Linked DNA regions of Mus musculus: regions 1 and 2 are each linked to region 3. A link is a contact called in public HiChIP or PLAC-seq data. All regions are on one chromosome and are shown on one strand. Each heading gives the region's core, a stretch centred on a gene start, on an enhancer-like site or on the middle of the called end of the contact. The rest is flanking DNA. Distances are from core to core; before and after follow the strand shown.

What was found. HiChIP or PLAC-seq counts read pairs in DNA pulled down with a chosen protein or histone mark.
Region 1: a contact with region 3 is called in an HNF4G HiChIP or PLAC-seq map of pancreatic cancer cells. The contact joins the enhancer-like site here to the promoter of Isg20 in region 3. A contact is called at or near these places in 5 of 39 promoter capture datasets (the C10 cell line, the HPC-7 cell line, cranial neural crest and 2 more), 1 of 484 Hi-C or Micro-C datasets (the Ba/F3 cell line), 3 of 115 datasets of contacts at active chromatin or transcription factors (embryonic stem cells and pancreatic cancer cells) and 1 of 9 other capture datasets (adipose tissue).
Region 2: an H3K27ac HiChIP or PLAC-seq map of embryonic stem cells shows a contact between it and region 3, with 5 read pairs. The contact joins the enhancer-like site here to the promoter of Isg20 in region 3. A contact is called at or near these places in 5 of 39 promoter capture datasets (embryonic stem cells, frontonasal cranial neural crest, hematopoietic stem and progenitor cells and 2 more), 9 of 484 Hi-C or Micro-C datasets (Sertoli cells, cerebral cortex, cortical neurons and 4 more) and 1 of 115 datasets of contacts at active chromatin or transcription factors (embryonic stem cells).

Annotation. Positions count from the first base shown.
Region 1 is chr7:79,027,971-79,031,746 of GRCm38.p6, forward strand. All of the region lies in intron 1 of Gm26633 (predicted gene, 26633), which reads right to left. Among named protein-coding and RNA genes, the nearest start is that of Acan, 23 kb to the right of the region's middle. Within about 2 kb of position 1,386, at least 14 of the 459 cell types and tissues checked have an H3K27ac peak or open chromatin away from gene starts, as enhancers often do. A contact at or near this core is called in pancreatic cancer cells, where this site is marked.
Region 2 is chr7:78,988,443-78,992,602 of GRCm38.p6, forward strand. No RefSeq gene overlaps it. Among named protein-coding and RNA genes, the nearest start is that of Gm31213, 36 kb to the left of the region's middle. Within about 2 kb of position 2,044, at least 75 of the 459 cell types and tissues checked have an H3K27ac peak or open chromatin away from gene starts, as enhancers often do. A contact at or near this core is called in Sertoli cells, cerebral cortex and cortical neurons, where this site is marked.
Region 3 is chr7:78,911,497-78,915,151 of GRCm38.p6, forward strand. It overlaps Isg20 (interferon-stimulated protein), which reads left to right and starts at 2,269. Exons shown (of 4, transcript NM_020583.5): 1 at 2,269-2,546; 2 at 2,826-3,078. The coding sequence starts at 2,851.

The sequences.
Region 1 (3,776 bases), core at 136-2,635, 120 kb after region 3:
ACTGGGCTGGATCGCAATCACTCTTACATTCTAAACTATCTTGCCAGCCCAGTTGTTTTTTTTTTTTTTTCCTTCCTCTTCATTTGAAAACACTAATCTTAGCTATCATGTGGGTCCTTCAGGGACCCAGGGTAACAACAAAGTTAGGAAAACTTTTCAGTAAGCAGCAAGAAATGGTAGTGGCTAGGCCTGGATGGGGGTGTGGAGGAGGTAGGAGATGGCTAGGACTGAGTTGGGGATAACTAAGTCCCATGCAACAGAACATCTTTTTTTTTAATTGTTTTTTGTTTGTTTGTTTGTTTGTTTGTTTGTTTGTTTTTCGAGACAAGGTTTCTCTGTGTAGCTCTGGCTGTCCTGGAACTCACTTTGTAGACCAGGCTGGCCTCGAACTCAGAAATCTGCCTGCCTCTGCCTCCGGAGTGCTGGGATTAAAGGCGTGTGCCACCATGCCCGGCATAACATCTTGCACTCACATTTGTGTGTGTATGTGTTTTGTTTGTGGTGTTGGGGATGAAATGGAGGCTTTGTGCATGTTTGACAACCACTGACTTCATCATCAGCACTTAATAGGGCATCTCTGAGGACTTTCATGGTCGTCAGCAGCAGTCCTCAGGGAGCTAAATTGCTCTTTGTTGTCAATTTGCCAGGATCTAGAATCACCCAGGAGACACGCCTCCATTCATGCCTGTAAGAGATTATCCAGATTAGATTACTTAAAGTAAGAAGACACACACTCTCAACCTTGGGCAGCACCGTTCCCTGGATCGGGGTCTGGGCTGGCATAAAAAGGAGAAAGCCAATGACAGGAGTGCCTGTCATTCTCTGCTTCCTGACTGCAGATCCAATGTGTCTCCAGCTCCTGCAGCCAGGGCTTCCCCGAGGGTGCAATGGACTGTACCCTCAAACTGAGAGCCAGAATCAATCATCCTCCCTTAAGATGCTTTCGTCACAGTACCTATTCACAGCAGCAGGAAAGGAGACTAAGACACAGAGCAAGACTGGTACAATATGAGATTGAAGGTAGTGTCAGGCTCAGCTGGAGCAGAGACTTAAACATTATCATTTTTCTATAAATCTTGCTCCCCAAGTGCCTTCCTTGCTGTAGCCTTGCCTTAGCCCTATTGTGGCCATTTAAGTTGGGGTATCATTTTAGAGAGTTTAAAGAGAATGGAATTAACTAATTAAGTGTAGATGTTATAAGCTCTTAGAATTTAAAAAAAAAAAAGAGGTTTCTTACAGCCTTTACTGCTAGCAATAAAAACCTATGGACGCATTTTACAGAGTACATAATCAAACTTCTTTAGCCGCAAGAGTAATAAGTAATAAAGCCTCATGCTGTTGACACTGCTGAATGCCTGCTGAGTCAAAGCTCAATAAAAGAAACACTATGCCTGTCACTTCCTGGTTTGCAAGCAACTTGTCATACTACAGAGTGTACTGTAAACAGGACTGAGTTCATCTCTCCCTGGCAGAATCACACTCTTACCTCAGTAATGGGTGGAGGTGCGGATGAAGCTACATTTGTTGTTTTGCTTTGTTTTGTTCTTTTGTTAGTCAGCTTTCCATGACTATAACAAAATGCCCTAGAAAATCGACATATAAAGAAACATTTATTTAGGCTCACTGCCTTAGAGTTTCCAATCCAATATCAGGCAGTCTATTGCTTTTAGGTCTTTAGTAAGCTGAGGTGGTAAGGCTGTGTGCATCATGGGAGAAACAGGTCAGGAAGCAATGCTGAGCATCCCAGTTTGGGATGTGAAAGAGAAAAGGAAATTCAAAGAGCTAGGACCTCAATATCCTCTTCAGTTACATCACCAATGACCCGAAGACCTTCCACTAAGCCCCACCTCTCAAAGGTTAAGCCATCTCTCAGAGTGCCATCACATGGTGACTAAGTCTTTGATATACGGACCTTTGGAGATGTTTAGATCCAAATGAACCAGTCCTGTTCCAGCACTAACAAAACATTGAAAACACTCTTCATGTGTGTAAATAATTTGGCAATGAGTAAAATTATGCTGAAGTTTGCAGCATTGGAGATTATTGTGAACCTTGCAGTTCATCTTAGATCAGTGGTGTTGATGTATGCACACATAAGGGTGTTGAGGCCTCAGCATTTAGGCAATGGCAGACTATGCTCATAGTAACCAATTGAGAGGTGGGAGCCTCTACTGAGAAAATAGACAAGCCTGTTGGGCATTTTCTTAGTGATTGATGGGGGAGTACTCTGCCCACTTTAGGTAGGGACACCACTGAGCTGATGGTCCTGGGTTCTATAAGAAAGTAAGCTAAGCAAGCCATGTGGAACAAGCTAGTGAACAGCACCTCCCCATGGCTTCTGTTCCAGTTCCATCCTCCAGGTTCCTACTCTGTTTGAGATCCTATACCAGCAGTCTTTGATGATGAGCGGTGATGTGAAAATATAAATAAACTCAACCCTTTCCTCCCCAACTTGCTTTTGGTCATGATGTTTCATCACAGACATAGTAACCTTAATTAAGACATGGCTCAGTGATAGTGTTTTTATACAGCATTAAGTTTCTGGGTTCCATCCATAGAAACATACACAGTCAATGGTTAAAAAACAACAACAACAAAAAAGCATTTTAATTTCTGTCTGAGTTTCCAGCTAAACTATCTACTCTTTTCAGAGAACATCATTTTTTACATGAAAGGACAATGAAGTGTAGGAAGGAACCAAACTGAAGCCATTTTGAGTAAAGCTTCCATTTTGAATAGGGGTCGAAAAATGTTCAAGTTTATAAGACCTCCCTGGGTAACTGACATCCTGGTTGTCAAGTTGAGATATGAATACTAGGCAAGTCACTTGGTTACAGCTGAATTACCCAGCCAATAAGAACAGGATATGTGTACCACATAGAGAAATGTTCCTAGGAAAGTTCCCTATCCCAAAATCCTGATTGGTGGGAAGATGTAATTGTAACTTGGCACAGGTGTTTGTGGTTTCAAGTTTAAGGCCCTGTAACGTTCTAGCTCGGTCCCTGTAACGTTCTAGCTCGGTCCCTGTAACGTTCTAGCTCGGGGTCGCAGTTCAGCTCCTCAGTCTGTTCCTTTGTTCTGTGTCCCTGACTGATCAGTAAAGGCTTGATTACAATAAATTTCTGTTTTCAGTTTTGACCTGGTATCTGAATTGTGTTGGATATAAGTGGACCCCATAACATATCCCCAAACTGTTATTACAACTTAGGTATTTAGTAGAAATTTTCTTGAAAATAGAGTGAGCCTGTCAGTTTGTGGCTGATTGTAACATTAAATCTTTCAAACAAAACTTTGGATTTTAAAACTTATTTCTGGTATCATGAGCTATATCCTGTTAGCTTCCCAATGAAGAGTTTTAGTGGTGGCATTAAGAAAGGTGGTTCCTTTAATGGTTTGTAAAAGATGGGTCAAAATCTAGAAGATGTGTAAGCTCAGTGAGTCAGTTTTCCAATGGTACCAATGAGTAGAAGACCCATCCAAAGAATAATATATAGAGATACAGATTTTACTGTAGCTCTGAATTATCCAGTGATCTAGGAAATAGAGTGAATATAAATGAGGTACAATTACACACATGTAAGAAAATGCCTTAATGAAACCTGTTGCTTGCAATCCCAACCAAGACCCTTAGGGATGGGGAAAGAAGATGCAGAGTCAATGACGCAGACTCCAGGAGTCAGGCAAGAGGCAAAAGCAGATTCATTTATTGCAGGAACTGGGCAAACCTTTATGCCTCCCTCCCCAGCATCTCCCTGGCTCTCAAGTAACCAGATGTG
Region 2 (4,160 bases), core at 794-3,293, 77 kb after region 3:
TATATATAAAAAACTCAAGAAGGTGGACTCCAGAAAATCAAATAACCCCATTAAGAAATGGGACTCAGAGCTAAACAAAGAATTCTCACCTGAGGAATATTGAATGGCTGAGAAGCACCTGAAAAAATGTTCAGCATCCTTAATCATCAGGGAAATGCAAATCAAAACAACCCTGAGATTCTACCTCACACCACTCAGAATGGCTAAGATCAAAAATTCAGGTGACAGCAGATGCTGGTGAGGATGTGGAGAAAGAGGAACACTCCTCCATTGTTGGTGGGATTGCAAGCTTGTACAACCACTCTGGAAATCAGTCTGGCGGTTCCTCAGAAAATTGGGCATAGAACTACCGGAGGATCCTGCAATACCTCTCCTGGGCATATACCCAGAAAATGTTCCAACCGGTAATAAGGACACATGCTCCACTATGTTCATAGCAGCCTTATTTATAATAGCCAGAAGCTGGAAAGAACCCAGATGCCCCTCAACAGAGGAATGAATACAGAAAATGTGGTACATTTACACAATGGACTACTATTCAGCTATTAAAAAGAATGAATTTATGAAATTCCTAGGCAAATGGATGGACCTGGAGGGCATCATCCTGAGTGAGGTAACCCAATCACAAAAGAACTCAAGCATCTTCTAAAAGTCATTTAAAAGAGACCACACCGTTCCTAGGACCATGATCCTACTAAAGACTTTATAACAGTCAAGGATTTAGATTCACAGTCAGTATCCAGCAGTTCCTGGCTGTCATAGTACATGCTAAGAGAGAAAGATGCACAGTTGTCATGGGAAGCCATTAAGGGTGTGTGAGCAGCAGAAAAATGTGAACACACTCAGGACCAGATAACAAGATGGGAGTGGAGTTTGTGTGCAGAGGATTCTGCCTATGGTTGTATGTTCAGACAGCTCCAACCCCAGGGCCTCTGATCCTGCCTTCCCCACACCCACAGGCTCCCAGCCTATTAGGAAAACAGTATCAACCTTGCCGCCCAGGCTTCTGCAGCCTGGATGTGAATGTGAAATCTTGTCTGAACATGCTGAGCAAAAACAACAAGACTCAGCGAGAAATGGCAGGTCTGCCCTGGTTTCCAGTGGGGTCTGGTTTGCCTCCTGGTCTGGAGTGAGTGCCTGGTGTTGCACATTGCTTCGCCCTCTTTCCTTGGGTCCTTTGGGTTATTTATTTATTTATCTATCTATATCTCTTCAGCACGTTGTTTCTTTCCATTAAGGAGCTCCTTGGTGAACTGCACTGCACACATTCAACCTTCTCAGAGCACCCATTTTGTTTAATCTGTAGCATCAATAAATGGATGCTAAGGGTAGATGCGAGTAGATGGATGAATTCAGCCTGCATCCCAAGCAGGTGTGTGGTAGGGCATAAGGTAAGATGGGGACTTCAGCACAAGTGTGCCTTGCTTACTGCCTGTCTCTGGCAGAAGGGTCCTCAAGATATGGTGTGTATGGGCTTGGGTGGGGGGAGGGGGAGGGGCGGCGTTATAAGTAGAAATATGAGAGACTACTAGGTAAGGCTGTTGCCAGGGTAACATCCATCCCCACCCCCTCTCCCCTCACACACCCGAAGACTCCAGGCACAAACAGCTAGTTAGAGTCTGACCAAGGAGTCCTGGGGTTGCCCAGTCGGGTACTGCAAGAAATCTGATGAGAGACAGAGAACCTGTATTCACCTCTGCCCAACCCTGGACCCTGACCTACTGCAGAGGTGACCATGACCTTTACCATCTCTATCACCTCTGTGAGTGGCAGTTGCCCCCCACCCCCACCCCACCCCACTCAGACTCATGCTGAGAATGCGTCTTTGCTCGACCAGATCCAACGCCTCTGCGAGTGGGATTGAGACAGACTGCGAGTGTTCTTAAGAGTAGATTCCAGCAGAGTTGGAAGCTCCAACACCAGGGGAAGGTTCTGAGTCCGCGGCAAGCGGCACGTCCCCCTAATGGGCGTGGTCCGGACACCGGACTCCACAACCGGAGCCTTCAGGACGCTGGGAGGTCTGAGCTCAGGGCAGCATCAGAGGAGCGAGGAGCTGGACAAGGGCAGGCTTTGTGCGCAGCGGCGGGACTGTGAGTCCCCTAACAGGGTCCTAGCCCTGCCCTGCAGATTCCTGCGGTGCATCCTGGCAGCGATGGCTTCACCACAGCCCGCGTCCGCCCCCTTTCTCCTGGAGCAGACGAAAAGTCGAGATGGGAGAGAAGCGCGCTAACCTCGCCATGATTTGAGCATACTCTTGTTTCTTGAGAAGACAAAAGTAGGGACCCTTTTTCCTGTCATCTCACACACAGGGGCCTGGGGATGCTGCAGAGCTTGTTGCTTCTGGTCTCAGTCCAGCCTCCCAAAAACCCTCAGGAGTGAGGGTCCACATAGCTGACACACCTGAGTGCCTTTAAAGCTAAGCCAGTGGGACTCCGAGTGCTGAGCTCACAACAGGAATGAGGGGACTGAGAAGGGTCTAAGTTCCTCACTCCAGGACCCTGGTTTGAATCCACATCTACCAGTGCTCAGGAGCACGTGGCTATATTCATCCACTGCCTGGCTCTCGACACCACACCAAGTGACTCAATGTGATCTGGGAATCGAGTAGCTACACTGTTCCCTGAGATGTCTACTCTGAAGGAAAATATCCATAGAAGAGTGTGTGACCTGCCAGGATGGCAATTTGGAGACACGTGGTAAGGTCTTCCGTCCTTATTCTCCCTTCAACCAGTCATTTCAAGGAATTGAATTTCAAGGAATCCTCAAAAGTCAAGTATTAAACTTCACAAAAACAATTCCCTACAGTATTAGTTACACCAGATCAACTAAGAGGCTGGCAGCTGACCTGGTGTAGACTTACAAACAGTAGGCACAGGAAAGGTGTCAGGTATCTTGTGATGTGGGGAATCTTGTTTTAAGACAACACTGGGTGTTTCTTGTTGTAGATCTCTTGCTGATCCCAGCAAGCTGATGATAAGAGCTAAACTGGAGAAGTCGGAGTTCCCAAAGGTACACCGTGCCTATTAACACAACCCCAGCATTTTCTTAATGATGAAAGAAATTAATGCTAGTTGGCATACAAAGTATGATTTAGAGAGTTGTCTTTTTTTTTTTTTAAAGAAAGGAAAAAACAAGAAAACAGAAAGCAGGAGACGGAAGGACAGATGTGTAAGGCAAACATGAGTGCCACCTTGCTTTCCAGAAGAACAAATTTAAAAAATAAGACCGAGATGTGGCCCAATGGCACTTGCTGCTCTTCCAGAGGACCTGAACTTGGCTCCCAGCACCCAAGCCTGGCTGCTTACAACAGCCTGTAACACTCATTCCCTCGGATCTGATGCTGTCCTCTAGCCGCCAATGGCACCTGCGTACACATGCCGTACATCCCTCCTCCACACACGTACACATTAATAAACCTTATAAATGCAAGGTAGATCAAAAGCACATGAGGAGCATCAGTAACTATTTGAGGCATAAACTCAACATTTAAAAGAAGGTTTCCAAGATCTGACTTTCAAAGTAGGTACTTGAAACAAAAAGCAATAGAATTACAAGGAAAAGATATTCATAACTGGGAGGTGTGCTATTTTAAACAGAAATAGGGAAAAAAAACAGTGAAAGAGACAGGCTGGGAGTAAAGGACTGAAAGAGAAATTCCTGCAAATGCTGGCCAAGAGAGAGGCTGGTGAGAGAGGGTGCAGGGAGCGTGGACATGATCCAAGCACAGTGTGTGCACATGTGGAAATGTTATCAGGGGTATTCATATCTACAATTTGTGCACACTAATAACAGCAACACAATAAAGGAATACTAACCAAAAAAATTCTGTGCCTAGAGAAAAGTTGAAGGTAAAAAGCATATTTAGAATATGCAGAACGACATAATTATAGAAGAAAATCTGAAGCTACAAGAGTTGCAAACATATATACACGTAACAACTTCAATATCCAAACTTATAAAACAAAAAGTCGTGAGCCAAATGGCATAGCTTAAAGAGCAAGCACTCCTAGCAGGTATGAGGTCATGAGCTTGATGCATAGCACCAAAAAGAAAGTTTGCAAAAAGAAAAAGGTGGTAATGAGAGACTTCTGTATATTATCCCTGCCTCAGTAATTAAAATATCACATAGACAGTTAGTATGGACATGGAGTATTTGAAGA
Region 3 (3,655 bases), core at 1,019-3,518:
GTTTACAGCACAATTCATAGCAGTTGCAAAATTAGAGTTACAAAGTAGCAACAAAAAATTATTTCATGGGGGGGGGGGGTCACCACAACATGAGGAAGTGTACTAAATGGTTGTAGCATTAGGACAGTTGAGAACCACTAGAGGGTAGTCACTGGTCCTGGCCCTGGGGAGATGGATGGTTAACCTGGTCTGAAGGAGGCATCTGAGACCTCTGGGCCTGAGAAGAATCAACAGACACAGGCCCAGAGCAAGGCCAGAGCTTGGGTAGAAACTAGAAGAAGCCATAGTTCAAGGAGGGTGTGAAAGAGACTGGAAGGAAGGGACAGTGGGACAGATGACAACTGCCTCTGAGTCCAGATTAGACTTGAATTTGCTGTGTGACTAAGGATGTCTTGAAACTCCTGATTTTCCTATGGCCATCAGATGGTGTGTCAGGATTACAAGCTAAACCACTATATCTGGTTAATGAGGCACTGGACATCGAGTGTGGGGCTTCTTGCATGCTAAACAAGCTGAACTACACCCTTGGAAGTTCTTATCCAAGTCTTTGTGATGTCTCACTGGGTTGAGAACTGTTATTCTCTATAGATCTGGGCATATATAGACTATGTTGGATAGTGGACCGTGTCACCACACAGAAAATCTGGTAAGGTGGAGAAGAATCAGGAACCCCAGCAATTCTGGCATTTGAGACCCGTAGGCATTTAAATCTACTCTTGACTCCGGTGGAGTGGACCATGACACTCCATTGAGAGGACTGTGACAATCAGTCACGTAGGGACAACAGCTGAGGTCCTTCCACGAGCCAATGAGGCATTCCTAACATCCACCGTGAATAAGCAGTTTGGACAAGCAATGGCTGTTTCCTTCAAGGACCGCCCCGGGGGGCAAGCCTTTGTCCTACAGAGCAGTGCTCAAGTCTCCGAAGCAGGTCTGAAACTAAGCCGGATTCCCTGTTTTTAGCCCCACCCCACCCTCATCCCTTCAACTCTTGGGGTTTCCATGCCCAGGAGTTTGAGAACCACAGTTTCCGACCCAGTGACAATGAACTGGGGCCCCTATCTTAGGTTTCATTTCCTCTCCCCTGAGCGGTATGACCCACAAGCCCCGCACCCCAGCGGAGAGAAAGGAACATAGCCTAGCGCCTCTGTGTTTTATCTCCCCGAGTGGCAAAGCGAATGCAGATCCATATATATTCTTCCTTTGGCCTCTCTCTCTCTGGTGTGTTCTGCAAGCGCTCCCCTCTTAGAAAGCTGAGTCTGTTTCTGATCCGCGCATACCTCAGTTTGTTTATTAGAATACTGAACGTTCCCTGCGTGTTAGGAATAAGCAACAGGGGCTCCATGATTCAGGGGAGGAGTTTTCTTGTCGCTATGAGAGACCAGCCAGGGGCATCCAGAAGAGTCCAGAGCAGAGAGGAAAAGCAGCAGACTGCCTGCCCATGGACAGGACCATCTCTCAGGAGCAGAGAAAATAGGAGTGGGGAGCTAGAGAAGAGAATAGTAAGAGCGGCAGGGGGTAGAGTGGGGATATTGCTGGTTTTAAGGAAAACGGACGGGGCTGAGGTGGAAGGGCCTGGGAGCTAGCAGAGCGGAGGAGTCAGGGAGGTGAGAGGGGTCAGAAGGCCAGTGCAGAACAGGTACATGTGAACATGTGTCATGTGAAGGAGTCTGCAGGCTAGCATGGGCTGTCATGTGGACCCACAGAACTGTTCTGACAGGTTTCTGAGGAACTCTTTGTGAGAACTTTGAGCTATACACAAGAAACCCTATAGTCCAGCTTGAGCTGCGGGCCAGACTGTCATTTTGGACAAAGACAGTGGGCCTGCCCTTTATTTCAGGGGGCTGGGGAGGGTTCTTGGAATTTTTCCTTTTGGACCTAATAATAGGTATCACTCTAAGGATTCTAAGTCCCAGCCCAGGAGACTAGAACCCAGGAGGAAGAACAGCCTGGCTTGAGGCCCTCTAAAGGTCTGCTGCTGTTTGTCAACTCTCCCAGGTAGAGTCTCTGCCCAATGAGGCACCAAGGACTAGACCCTCCTCCTCCCCCAACCCCTTGCTGCCCTTCCCAGTTAATGGTACCAGCATCTCAAGAACTGCTTGCTCTGTCCTCAGAAAACCTCCCAGGGTAGCACACTGACAGCAGGTCCCAGAAGTTGTGGGACCTTCCCCAGGCTCCAATCCCGGAGATGTTTATTCTCTGGGTGGAGGGTGAGAAAAGCAAAGAAAGATGTTGCAATCCACTCCGTCCACGTCAGACACGTCATCCGAAAGGGAGGAGTAGGGCAGGGCCAGAGGAGGGACAGCCTGACGCGGCCACCAGCCCTGACTCAACCTGCCAGCCCCCTTACCTGGCCAGCCTTGAGGAGATGGAACAGCCCAGGCTACAAGGCCTGCCCCCACTCCTCAACTTCCCTTGATAATGAACCAGAAACTGAAACTAAAACAGGCAGGCTCCCCGTTAGAGATGAGTCACTTCCCAAAGTGACTGAAGTAGCCGAGAAGTGGAAACAGAGGGGCAGAAGAGAACCCAGGGCACTGAGACAGGTGAGAGCAGGTACCAACCACATAGCTGCCCAAACTGGGAGGCAATGGGAGGGGGCTTCGAGGTGGGACAGCCAGACAGGACCAGCAAGCTCTGGGACCTATAGCACACAGAAGCTGAAGGCTGGCAAGAGGCCAGCTTCTGTTGCCAGGTGGCACTGGAGATAATGGGCAGGGCTCAGGGTGTAGTTTGGCAGGGTGGTGGCCCAGGATGCCTGGAGGGCTGTTGGTTCTTGACTGACAGCCTGGCTCTCCCCCACCCCCCACCTCCCCATCCTCCAGGGCTTTCTGAGGGTCGCCAAGGAGCATGGCAGGCATCCCAGAGGTGGTGGCCATGGACTGTGAGATGGTGGGGCTTGGGCCTCAAAGGGTGAGTGGCCTCGCCCGCTGCAGCATTGTGAACATCCATGGCGCAGTCCTGTATGACAAGTACATCCGACCCGAGGGAGAGATCACGGACTACAGAACCCAAGTCAGCGGGGTCACGCCTCAGCACATGGTGAGGGCCACGCCATTTGGTGAAGCCAGGCTAGAGGTAAGTGAAGAAGGAGCAGGAGTCGAGGCACATTTGTCCTTCCACCTCAGCTCCTTCCTAGGGTCTGTGGTCTGTGACTCTCCCATGAGGAATTTCTCACATATTTGAGGGAGGGAAGGACTCTGGGTCTCCCTATCACAGCCCTCAACTAAGTTAGTCTCCCCACCACCAGAGAATCTTAGGCTCCCATCTGCAGCTGTTTTCAGGGCATCTTTCTGGTCCAACTTTCCGGTCTTATGATGGGGACATTGAGTCCCACCTGATGTTCCTTCTCTTCTACATCGCACTGCTCTGGTGAGCCTGTGAAATGAGGTTCTGAGGCTGAGCTGGCTCTGACTCAGAGGCCAGAGGCTCCTGGGCTGAAGGAGACTGTGTTCCCAGACTGCGTGCTCTGGGCCACTGAGGCCCGAGGTTCTTACCCTTTAACCTTGTGTCCATGTCTTCCAGACATGTAGGACACGGAGCTGAGCACTCTAAGGGCTGCCCATCCTCCCACTGGGCCGCCAGATAGATCAGGCTTGCTCATCCGCTGTGTGGCAAGCAGCCAGGCTCTGCTACTGCCCACTGGGTGGAAATC